Linked DNA regions of Rattus norvegicus: regions 1 and 2 are each linked to region 3. The links are chromatin contacts, called in public Hi-C maps. All regions are on one chromosome and are shown on one strand. Each heading gives the region's core, a stretch centred on a gene start, on an enhancer-like site or on the middle of the called end of the contact. The rest is flanking DNA. Distances are from core to core; before and after follow the strand shown.

What was found. Hi-C and Micro-C count contacts between places; a contact is called where the count stands out from the background.
Region 1: a contact with region 3 is called in a Hi-C map of frontal cortex, with 2.5 times the contacts expected there. The contact joins the enhancer-like site here to the promoter of Klf6 in region 3. A contact is called at or near these places in 6 of 12 Hi-C or Micro-C datasets (the A7r5 cell line, the Rat2 cell line, Schwann cells and 3 more) and 1 of 1 datasets of contacts at active chromatin or transcription factors (oligodendrocytes).
Region 2: a Hi-C map of liver shows a contact between it and region 3, with 4 times the contacts expected there. The contact joins the enhancer-like site here to the promoter of Klf6 in region 3. A contact is called at or near these places in 4 of 12 Hi-C or Micro-C datasets (kidney, liver and psoas muscle).

Annotation. Positions count from the first base shown.
Region 1 is chr17:69,114,993-69,118,270 of GRCr8, forward strand. No RefSeq gene overlaps it. Among named protein-coding and RNA genes, the nearest start is that of Klf6, 340 kb to the right of the region's middle. Within about 2 kb of position 1,354, at least 19 of the 93 cell types and tissues checked have an H3K27ac peak or open chromatin away from gene starts, as enhancers often do. A contact at or near this core is called in the A7r5 cell line and Schwann cells, where this site is marked.
Region 2 is chr17:69,917,706-69,921,293 of GRCr8, forward strand. No RefSeq gene overlaps it. Among named protein-coding and RNA genes, the nearest start is that of Klf6, 460 kb to the left of the region's middle. Within about 2 kb of position 1,581, at least 8 of the 93 cell types and tissues checked have an H3K27ac peak or open chromatin away from gene starts, as enhancers often do. A contact at or near this core is called in kidney and liver, where this site is marked.
Region 3 is chr17:69,456,941-69,460,135 of GRCr8, forward strand. It overlaps Klf6 (KLF transcription factor 6), which reads right to left and starts at 1,538. Exons shown (of 4, transcript NM_031642.5): 1 at 1,193-1,538. The coding sequence starts at 1,396.

The DNA of each region.
Region 1 (3,278 bases), core at 104-2,603, 340 kb before region 3:
CAGGAATCTGAGGTTTTTGTGGTTTCGGCTTTTCAAATAGTCAGCCCTCCGTGGCTTGTCTTTTTGTTTAATTTGTTACAAGATCACACAAGATATTTTTTTGTCAGGAGTATCAGAAAGCATCTTGAGAAACACACGCATACACACAAAACAGCTGAATCATCTAACCCAAACCAGCCCTGACCACATCTGACTGACACTCAGCATAGGATCCTTCTTTCTTTGGAGAAAAAGGCTCTCGGCTTCAGTTACAAATAAGTCCTGGGACAAAGTGAATGGTCCGGGCTGCCCAGGAAAGACTGCTGATTAGTGGGAAGCCCTGAATTTTTTAACCCTGTAGGAGAAATACAAATGCTTTTGCTGCTCTGCGTGTTTGACAAGAGGCAAACTGATGGGTGTTGACATTTACATATTAGATAAGACCAGTTAGCAATGTATTGCTTAAAATGATTTCTGAGGATCAGAACCACAGAACAAAACTCCACCCATGACTTAACCTTATCCTTACCACATTTTTGTGGTAGCCAAACTAGCCCTTTTTTCCCCTCTGCCTTTCCATCTTTTCCCTTCCTCCTCTTTCTCCTTTTTTTCTTTTTCTTTTTCTTTTTCTTTTTCTTTTTCTTTCTTTTTTTTTTTTTTTTGCCCCTCAGTTCTAATTTCTTTTCTGGGCTCGTTCTTCTGCGATGGCAGTGGTTTGTGTGTACGCAGGTGTGCACATGGTGTGTGTATGCACATGTGGTCTGTGAGAGTGCAAGCCAGAGAACACGCTTGGATGTAATGTCTCTGACAGCTATTCCCTTGTTTTCATCAGTCTCTCCTTGGATTGGAATTTACCACAGCAGACTAGGCGGGCTTGTAAGCCCAGGCATCTTCAGGTTTGTTCTGCCTCCACAACTTACTTCTTCATTGGCTTATTTATTAACATGGCTTCTCATGGAGGAAGGCAGTTCCGTTTCCTTAAGCAGCTTATTCCCCTTTTCTATTTTTGTTTTTCCCCCCTTTCCTTTTCCTCTTCTGCTGGCCCCTTCTCTTCTATCTCCCTCCGTCCCCCTCGAACCTCCCTCACCCAACCACCACTATTCTTCTTGACTTCTCTCTAAACTCAGCTAGGCACTTTGCTCTCTAAACACCCCAATCAGGTGAGGCTTCCTGTGCCCCAATCCTGCGCAAAGGGTAGGTAGTAATTGGTTTACTGAGAGGGAAGCCCAAGGAGATTTGGCTTGTTGATTTTTAACAGGCTTGCCTTTCAGAGGGCTCACAGCTAAAAGCCAATCCTCCGTGCAGGCTCCAGTAGGAAACACTGAAGGCTCGCAGCAAGTGATGAGTCAACCGTTGTTTTGACACAGTCTGTCTTCAGAGGAGAATCATATTTCACGTAGAGAGGTGTTTCCCTTTGTGAAAATTGCTTGTGAACTGTATGACTCATTGAGCCATCGCTAACAGCCAAAAAAAAAGCTCGAGAAGAGAATTCGGGCAGACAAACCACCGTGGCTCCTCTAATCTTTTTTAGAGTCCAGCTTGAACTAACTTTTCCCACTGAGGAAAGCAGGGAGAGTGTTGATGGAGGCCTTCCTCCTCAATGCATCCTCTGCCTTCGTTTTGGAAACTAATGGTCCCTACAGGGTGGCGCTCAGCTGGACAACACTGCTTTGGTTTGGCTCCAGCCCTCCTCTAATTCTCTGGAAGTGTAGGGGTTCACACAATCTGAGGGGATATTTGAGGAATTTGCCATGCCGTAGACAGAGGTGAGGAACCCCTAATGTTTTGCTTATAGCAGTGAGCTGAAGAACTTATTTCCTCCCCAGCTTCCGGGGGTGGGGGAGGCAATGTTGATGTTTTCATAGCATGGCTGGAGATCATACCTTTCGAAATACATGTGGCCAAGCCTCTCCTTTTGCCCCTATACTGGGTTTCTATTTGCCAATAGGTCAACGCAGACATGTAGGAAATCCTCCCTGGGGATTGTTGGGGGTGGGGTGGGTTGACTTGACGTTAGCTTCCAAGTTTTTAACAATAAAGAAGCTCAGAGGACTAGAATTTAAGATGGCTTGAGTTGTTTCACACTGGCTACAGGAGCAGCAGCCTGGTTTCCAGCGTGTGCTTCGTCTCAGTCAGAGAGGTTGAAAAGCTATGCCAAGGTTTCTGCCGCCGGTGTGACTGCATCTCAACCATGTAGAAAAGCTTTTCTACTGCATATACTTGTACTTATTTACATTTATGTATTTGAAACACTGGGGATTGAAATTAGAGCCTTAAACATGCTAGGTGAGTACTAAACCTTATTGATGCTTTTTTATTTTGAGACAGTGTCTCACTGATTTGCCCAGCATGGCATTGAACTCACTCTGTAGTGTGGGCAAATCTTGGATTCACAGTTCTTCTACCTCAGCCTCCCAGGTATCTGGGATTAAAGTCCGGCAACTCCTGGTCCTGGTGAGAGAGGTTCATTTGATGACCCTCATTTTTGGGAGTAAAGACTCAGAAACAGGCTTCAGAGTCCCATACTAAGTGGAGAGACTTCAGTCCCTAGCAACAGATTGCAGACCATATGATGGTATTTTTTTTTCTAGGGCAAGCTATGCACTGAGTTCTAAAAGGGAATTTTATTTATTTATTTTTAACTAGGAAGCAAAACAAATATTTTTGGAATCTGAGTTGTGTAAGCGTGAAGCCAAAACCAGAGGGTGATTGGCACAGCATTTCAACGGTCTTGTTTTTGAGTGCCAAGTTCAAGGCCACCTGTCACTGCTCTAAGATGTTTCTGATTGACTGAAGCAGGGGCTGTTCTATGAAAGTCCTTTCCCTGATGCTAGTCCAGGTTTCATCCAAATGTCTCATGTCCCTTTGCTGTTACTTGTACTATATCTGAAGTCTCATGCCGCCCTGCCTTCTCCTCACAAGAGTCCCGGAGTGAAAGTCCTTCTGCTCCAATGAAAAATGTTTGAAATTACATTTTTAGTCATGTATAAAAGTCTATAAATGTTTTGTTTGTGAACATCCTATAGTGTCTCAGAGTGTAGAGGGACTCAAGGAAGGTAGAAAGTTTGCTCAGGCTGTCTATTTCAAGGTAGATCTTTCTTTGAGCGCATCAAACTACTATTTTCTCCCAAGATACACAGCAGTGCTCTTAGTTAAATACGGCTCCCTGCATTTCTGTCCAGCCGTGGCTGCTGTTCAGAAGAGTACTTTTCTTTTTGTATCCCTAGAGCTGTGTTTCCAGGAGAACATTTTCCCTTTCCTTCCCCCTTTCCTGCTTCCCATTTCCTCTTTGTCTTTCC
Region 2 (3,588 bases), core at 331-2,830, 460 kb after region 3:
TTGTTTTTGTTTTTGTTTGCATAATTGTAGTTAACTAAACTTGGAGTTCCTAGGATGCATTTCCAGCTTTCCAGATTAGAGAAAGCATTTTTTAATGAATATCCACGATATTTAAGTTTGTGAAGAAAAGAAACAAATGTGACATTTAGAAATTATATTTAGAAGTATCTCATATAAATATAATATAAATGCCATATATCTTTAAATATAGTGTCTGTTTTAGTAATCACAGGCCAAAAGCCGTTTTTCGTGGTAGCAGTATTCATTTATAAAAATAACTGTGTATTATAGAGACATTGAAATCATACGTATAGCTCCCATTGTATTCAATATACAGTTTATCCTACATTGCGCAAATGAAGTAAAAGAGGCATCAGTTTTGACTCAGAGGAAGTCAATATGGTGTGCGAATTTAAAAATAATTTAGAAGAAAATGCCAAGACATTTTACTTTTTAAATGAATTATAAACTGACAACACACATGAAACCTGACAGCGGTCTTTTGGCTTTAGGAAGGCTTGGTGCTCTGTCCTTCATGGTTGTGGAAAGTGCTTCAAATGTATTTCATTAATTCACAAGTGGCATTAATTTAATTTGAATGTATGAAGGGAGGAAGGAAGGACATCACCCAGATCCTGTGCACCAATCACACACACTTAGGCTCTTTACGGATGTGGCTTGGTTATTTTTTCAATTACAAGTAAAAAATTAATTGACTGTATAATTAATTGCTGAATCCAAGATGTATCATATCATTCGCATCCTTCTTATTTTGACAATTTAGTGCCAGAACTTGAGGAAAATTAGGTTTGTTGGCTTTGGTTGATTTGTTTTGTCTGATTTTGATCTTATTTTCAATGTTACATGCTTTCCTAAGTCTTGATTATTTCCTGTATGTCTACAGGTCAGTTAGTATTTAAGAGCAACTTTGTATCCTATAAAACTATTGTGGTGGATGGATATAAATTCCACATTATGCTTAGAACCTCATGTTCACAGTATTTCACAGGTATTTTGAAATCACATCTATCTTGCAAAATGAAATGCTTTTGAATATTAGGTTAGACTAGTCTGCAAATTTTACAAGGATCATATATATATATATATATATATATATTATATATATATATATATATATATATATATTTCTTTACTCTTTGAACCAGAATTGCATAGGACCAAACGTCCAAGAGAATAGAAGTGGAGAATTAACAACCAAGCTGACCTTAATTTTGTGCTAAGTATATGGTTACACTCATCCCAAACTTACAGCAAACTTAGGGCACAGTCTGGTAGAAGGGAAGCCCGGAATGGGTAGTCTGTGAGTACACAAACCTGGAGAAAAGCAGCAAGGCCAATGGAAGGGCAAATCCACACACACACATGCCCACCAAATGTGAAGCCTAAGAAAAATACTTTATTCTAGATTGGACAAAGTTAAGCAAGACATTTAGTCGAAGAGACTTCTTAGATAATCCAAAATGATCAACTTAAAAGTCTTTGTCTTTGGCTTACCCTTAGCAGGGACCATGGCTACAGGCTGTCTAGTAACCATGGGCAAGTAGTATTTTGAAAGAGAGGAAGCGCCACCTTTGGACTTTCTACTTACTTGCTGACTAAAATTAGAAACAATTTAACGTGGCTTTCTGTTTTGGAGTTCGTGCACAACAGTTTTTTGGGAATGCTGAATTAGAAGCAGATGGGCTCTCTATTCAACTTTCTTCCCTTTCCTGTTATTCTGAAAACAATTCCAGACCGTGGGAGTCCCTGAGAAGAGACAGTTTCACAGCTCTGCTGGAATTGCATCATCAGATTCTAATACTATGAACATAGTCGCTGTAAAAGATTTTTTTCTACCAAGTAACATACCTCATTTTATTTTCAAGTAACACTCTCCATTAGTAACTTTACTCATGTCTGTAGCCAGATACCTGATGAGGAGCAACTCGAGGGGTGAGGGGTTTATTTACCTCACAGGTTATGGGCTATAACCCATCATGGTGGTAGAGTTTGGGGTAAAGGCTTGCTCACATTGACACATAGAAAGCATAGGAATCCAGAAGGTTGAGCTGAGCTATAAACGTCAAGGCCAAGAAATCTACTAGCAATCTAGAAATCTACTTCCTGTTCCTAGGTACAACCTTTAAAAGATCTACAATCTTAAAAGTAGGTCTAGAACCTCAGGACCAAACACAAAATCATAGGAGCCTATGGGAGATGTTTTATTTCCAAATCACAAAAACATTTGAAGCAAACCACAGTATATCTTCTTTTCTCTTGAATTTTGTATATTCTGGATATAATAATATATTAATGCTGGGCTTAAAATTTTTAGTTAAAGATGATTTTTATATAACAGTGGATAAAAATGTGCTTTTGATTCACATGACTAGAAATTCTACAATTTCACTTAAGAAATCTTTTTCAATATGAGTCTTATAATTTCCCTCTGATACTGGAATGGGCTATTTCTCCAATTCAACATTCTTTTCTTTGGCAAATCGAAGCAGGATAATATTTCAGATATTTTATTATATAGATTCAATAAAAAAGAGAGCAACACAGGATTGAGCTTCCTATAGTACTGAACTTACACACAGATAGTTAAGTAATATGATAGATTCATTCATTATCCCTTCTAATAATTCTGTTCCTAAAGAAACAATTTAGTATATGTCATCTCTTATGCATGAATAGCAACTGCTGCGTTGCAGAGAAATGATTGACTTTTAAGATGGCGGTCCTGGTTGTCACCGTGATGACAATAGATTGTCACTGACATACAATTAGGGAGGAAGAGAATGGTTATAAACTCATAATGATGCTGTCACAGTTTTCATTCAAAGCTTGTCAAGTGGCCACAGAAGTAAATCTGTATTATGAACTAGGAGCTTTTCAAATAAAATAATTCCTTTTCTGTTTTCTGAGTGAATCCTTTAGATACTTTTATTTACTGACTGAGTGAATTTATGCACGCAATTTAGAAAAAAAATCTGTTGTTTTCTAAGAAATAGATATTCATCAGTAGATACCATGAGCATCATAGGCAAGAAAAGTACAATTACCACAACATAAGACTAAGAGCATCTCCTGGAGATGACAAGTATGATTCCATTTATGGAGGTGAGCTGTAAGAAAATAGGCTCTAACTACCATGTGCTTTCCACAGTGACCCCTCGCCTCCTCTTATTGGCAACACAGTGATTCTCTTTGTGTGCATCCAGATTCTTACACTGAGGTAAACCTAGCTTATGCTTCTCTTGACTCAGAGTGATCCTCTAAATGAACTGAGGACACACATTTCATTTGCTTTGTTTTTCAGTGTATCTGTCTCATGAATCAGCTCTTTCCACCACTGTCTCACCTTGGACCACAATTAATAGGTGAGACTTATATTGATCTCTTAAATAAGTAAAGTGGAGCATTTGGCCCTAGCCTAGAAAATAAATAATGTGTTTTATTATACTTGAATGGTATCCTCTGGCAAAAAAGCAAAAGTACATTTACTTCTTGTAAAGGGGCTAAAATGTTGGTGAAGCCAATACCACAATGATTAAGTCCCATCAAGAGTTACTTATTTAGGCTTTT
Region 3 (3,195 bases), core at 288-2,787:
CTAGTTGCCCAAATCCCAAAAGCCTAAAGGAAACTACTAAGATCAATTTCAATCACGTCCCAGGGAGCAGCTTCTTTGAGGAGGAAAAATGGGGAGGGGGAGAGAAAGGCAGAGAGGATTGTGAACAATTAAGCCGGCATGTGGAGGTTTCAGCCAACACTTCGCTTTCCCTGCGTTTTAAAGCCTGGGAGGTTGTGAAACCCACGGAATATATTTCATCTGCTAATTCACTTGGAGGAAAAAAAAAAAGCCAGCCCAGAAGGGTAGAGAGATGGTCACGGAATCATCATGGTTTTAAAGACAATGGTAAAAGTGTTTGAGAATATATATATTTTTGCCACTCACAGAATCCTAAGACTTAGAAGGGGGAAGGGGTGTTTCTTTTATTTCCGTTGCCCCAAATTCTAGTTCCACTTAAATGCCGGAATTGGAGATTTTTCTTGCCCAAAGTAAGAACCGAAGCAACTAGGAATGGACTCATTGTCATATGACTGACAAGTCACTTGTGTGCAAACAGCACCCCCACACACACACACCCGCCGCGCAGTCAACAAGAAAAGCAGGTAAGAAAAACAAGGCAGACATACGTGAATGCTAAGACATTATCCAGAAGAAAAAGAAACTGTAAATGGCCTTGAGTTCAAAAAGAACCGCTGCGTTCCGCGAGCAATATCTTAAGACTTTTTTAAAAAATTGGATGTACAAATATCAAAACAAAACCAAAATCCTTAAATCAAATCTTTTGGCAGTCAAGGCAAGCTCGTTCATATGACAGGGTCCAGCTGTGGAGTTTGGAACTGGTACAAGCCCCAAAGTTGTGCCAATGGTTCAGGTCTGGATCGGCCAGAGGAATCTGGGGTCCCCCCCTCAGGTGTATGCTGCTCGGAAGCTCGGAATTAGCAAAAATGAAACAAAAACGAAGAAATAAAAACGTACTGGGAAGGAGAGCTCGCCTCCACACAAATGACAACTCTACTCCTCGCTCCCGAAGGCTCGCTCTACAGTGCCTTCACCATTCCAAGCAGCAGAAGGACATCTTAAGATCATTATTTTATTTTATTTTAAATTAGGCAAATGCTAATCATCATTAAAAAAGATGCACTTCCAAGTACACACCATCTTGCCTGCTCCTCCGCGCAACTCCCTCCTCGGCGCACCGGGCAGGTGAAAAAAAAAAAAAATCCGTATTTACCTGTTGCCAATATTCCTCCAGGGACGGCAGAGCCGAGAAGTAGCCCGTTTCGTGCACAATCTGTAGTTCCTGGAAGATGCTACACATTGGGAGCACATCCATGTCGGGTTGGAAAAGACAGTCCCCGCTGTCGGGAAAACAGGGAGGTGAACGATCAGGAGTCGGAGCAGAAACTGTTCCCGGGAGCGCAGGTGAAAGTTTCATGCAAACTGGATGGCGCTGCAATCGGACGCCGGGTCCGGACCCTCCCGCAGCCCGCAGCGCGCCGAGCCCACGCAATATTTGCAAACAGCGGACTGACTGCAAGCGTAACCCCTGCAAAACTTCCCTATTCAAAGCTCCGCTGCCAGCCTCCCCCCTCCTCCCCCGCTTGGCTCCCCCCACTCCTCCTCCCCCCACGTGACCAGCTTGGAGCTCCGCCCCCCACGGTACCCAATCCTGCCGCTCCTGTCCCGGGGGCTGCGCGACGATGATGTCAGCTCGCACCAATCGCCGGTGCGGTCACACAGCGGCCCCGCCTGGCGTGACCGAGCCTCTCCATTAAAGGCCTTCCTATTGGTGCAATTCGAACTCGGCCTGCGCTGATTGGAAAGACGTCTCGCAGGCTATTTTTAGCAGGGTATATAAGGCGAGGGCTACGGCGCGCCGAAGGAGTCGGCGCTGGGAGGTGCACAGCCTAACGTTGTAGAAGTGCGGCCGGAGCGGCCGGAGCTAGGGGAACCTGGCCGGGGCAACCGGGCACCTGTCCCCGCCGCCCGGCTGCTCGGTTGCACCTTCTGATCCGGTCACCCGGACCGGTACCCAGCAAATCAAGGGAGCAGACATATGCCCAATCCCCCTCATTCCTCCCGATAGTGGCCCGTGTTCCCGGATCCTTCCCTGGCCCTCCATTCTCCTTGATCCCCCGATTTCTCTCTTTGTCCCGAGTCCCCTCCGTACTCAGAGATGCAGAGGTGCCCCGGGGTAGGAGCAAACATGCCCTTATGTCCCCGTGTGGCAATGGGACCAAATGACCGAACAGCAGGGGGACTTGGTGCTCTAGAGTCACTGTGTGGTAGTTTCTGTCTGGATCCCTGGGGTGGAGGATGACAGGAGCCTGAAACTAAAATACCCCCACTTCCTACGCAGGCGGAGGGGGAAAAGCCAGAGCATCTCAAAAGCGCCCTACCTGACCTGTGTGTCAGATACACTCAGTTCTCAGGAATGAATTTTACCTACTCTAAGTTGGAAGTGCAGCTTTTAAGATCAAGATCGCATCGCTGACCCGGCGCCACCGCCACCCCGACTTGGAGAGCTGGACACTTACAGCTTAAAAAAAAATCCCTTTACTTGATGCACACAGTTTTAATTCAAAGAAGATGCAGATTCTGCTGCTAATGGGGTAGAAATGTGTTTATCTTTTAGAAGGCAGTCTCCAAGATGTCTCACGAAGGTTAACAGGCTTTCCCATTGTCGCGTAAACAATTTGAATTGTTTTTCATATGAATTGTCTCCCAAAGCACACCATGATATTCATTTAAAAGGAAAAACCAAAAAAAAAAAAAAAAGGAGGAAAGAGCAGCTAAAAGTTTTGAATAAAATTCCAATTATAATAACTTCGAAAATAATATTTAATGAACAGTATCCTTTTAAAAGTTATCAAACGTGTAAAATAAGTTGAAGAGAGTTTTCATATTTCATTTATGAGGTCTTGGAAAGATGCATGTATAGGCTTGACGGATTTGTAGGCAGGCTTAGTTATGAGCGCAAAGATGGGAAAAGTTATCTTACAATGCCTATTGTATGGATTATATGGAGGTGACCATTGGTCTTCATTTACCCTAGTGACAAAGAAGCAGACCTGTCCCTTACTGGGTTATGTGCCTGAATTCTGTTTCCCTGAAGGAAATAGAAATAGCTTTAGGATACACATGCATAGGTCGCACCAACTTCCCAGGGCGGCCCTTATATAGGAAAGAGCTTTATAATTAGCAGCAAGCATGTGACTTTGGAATAAACCAAGG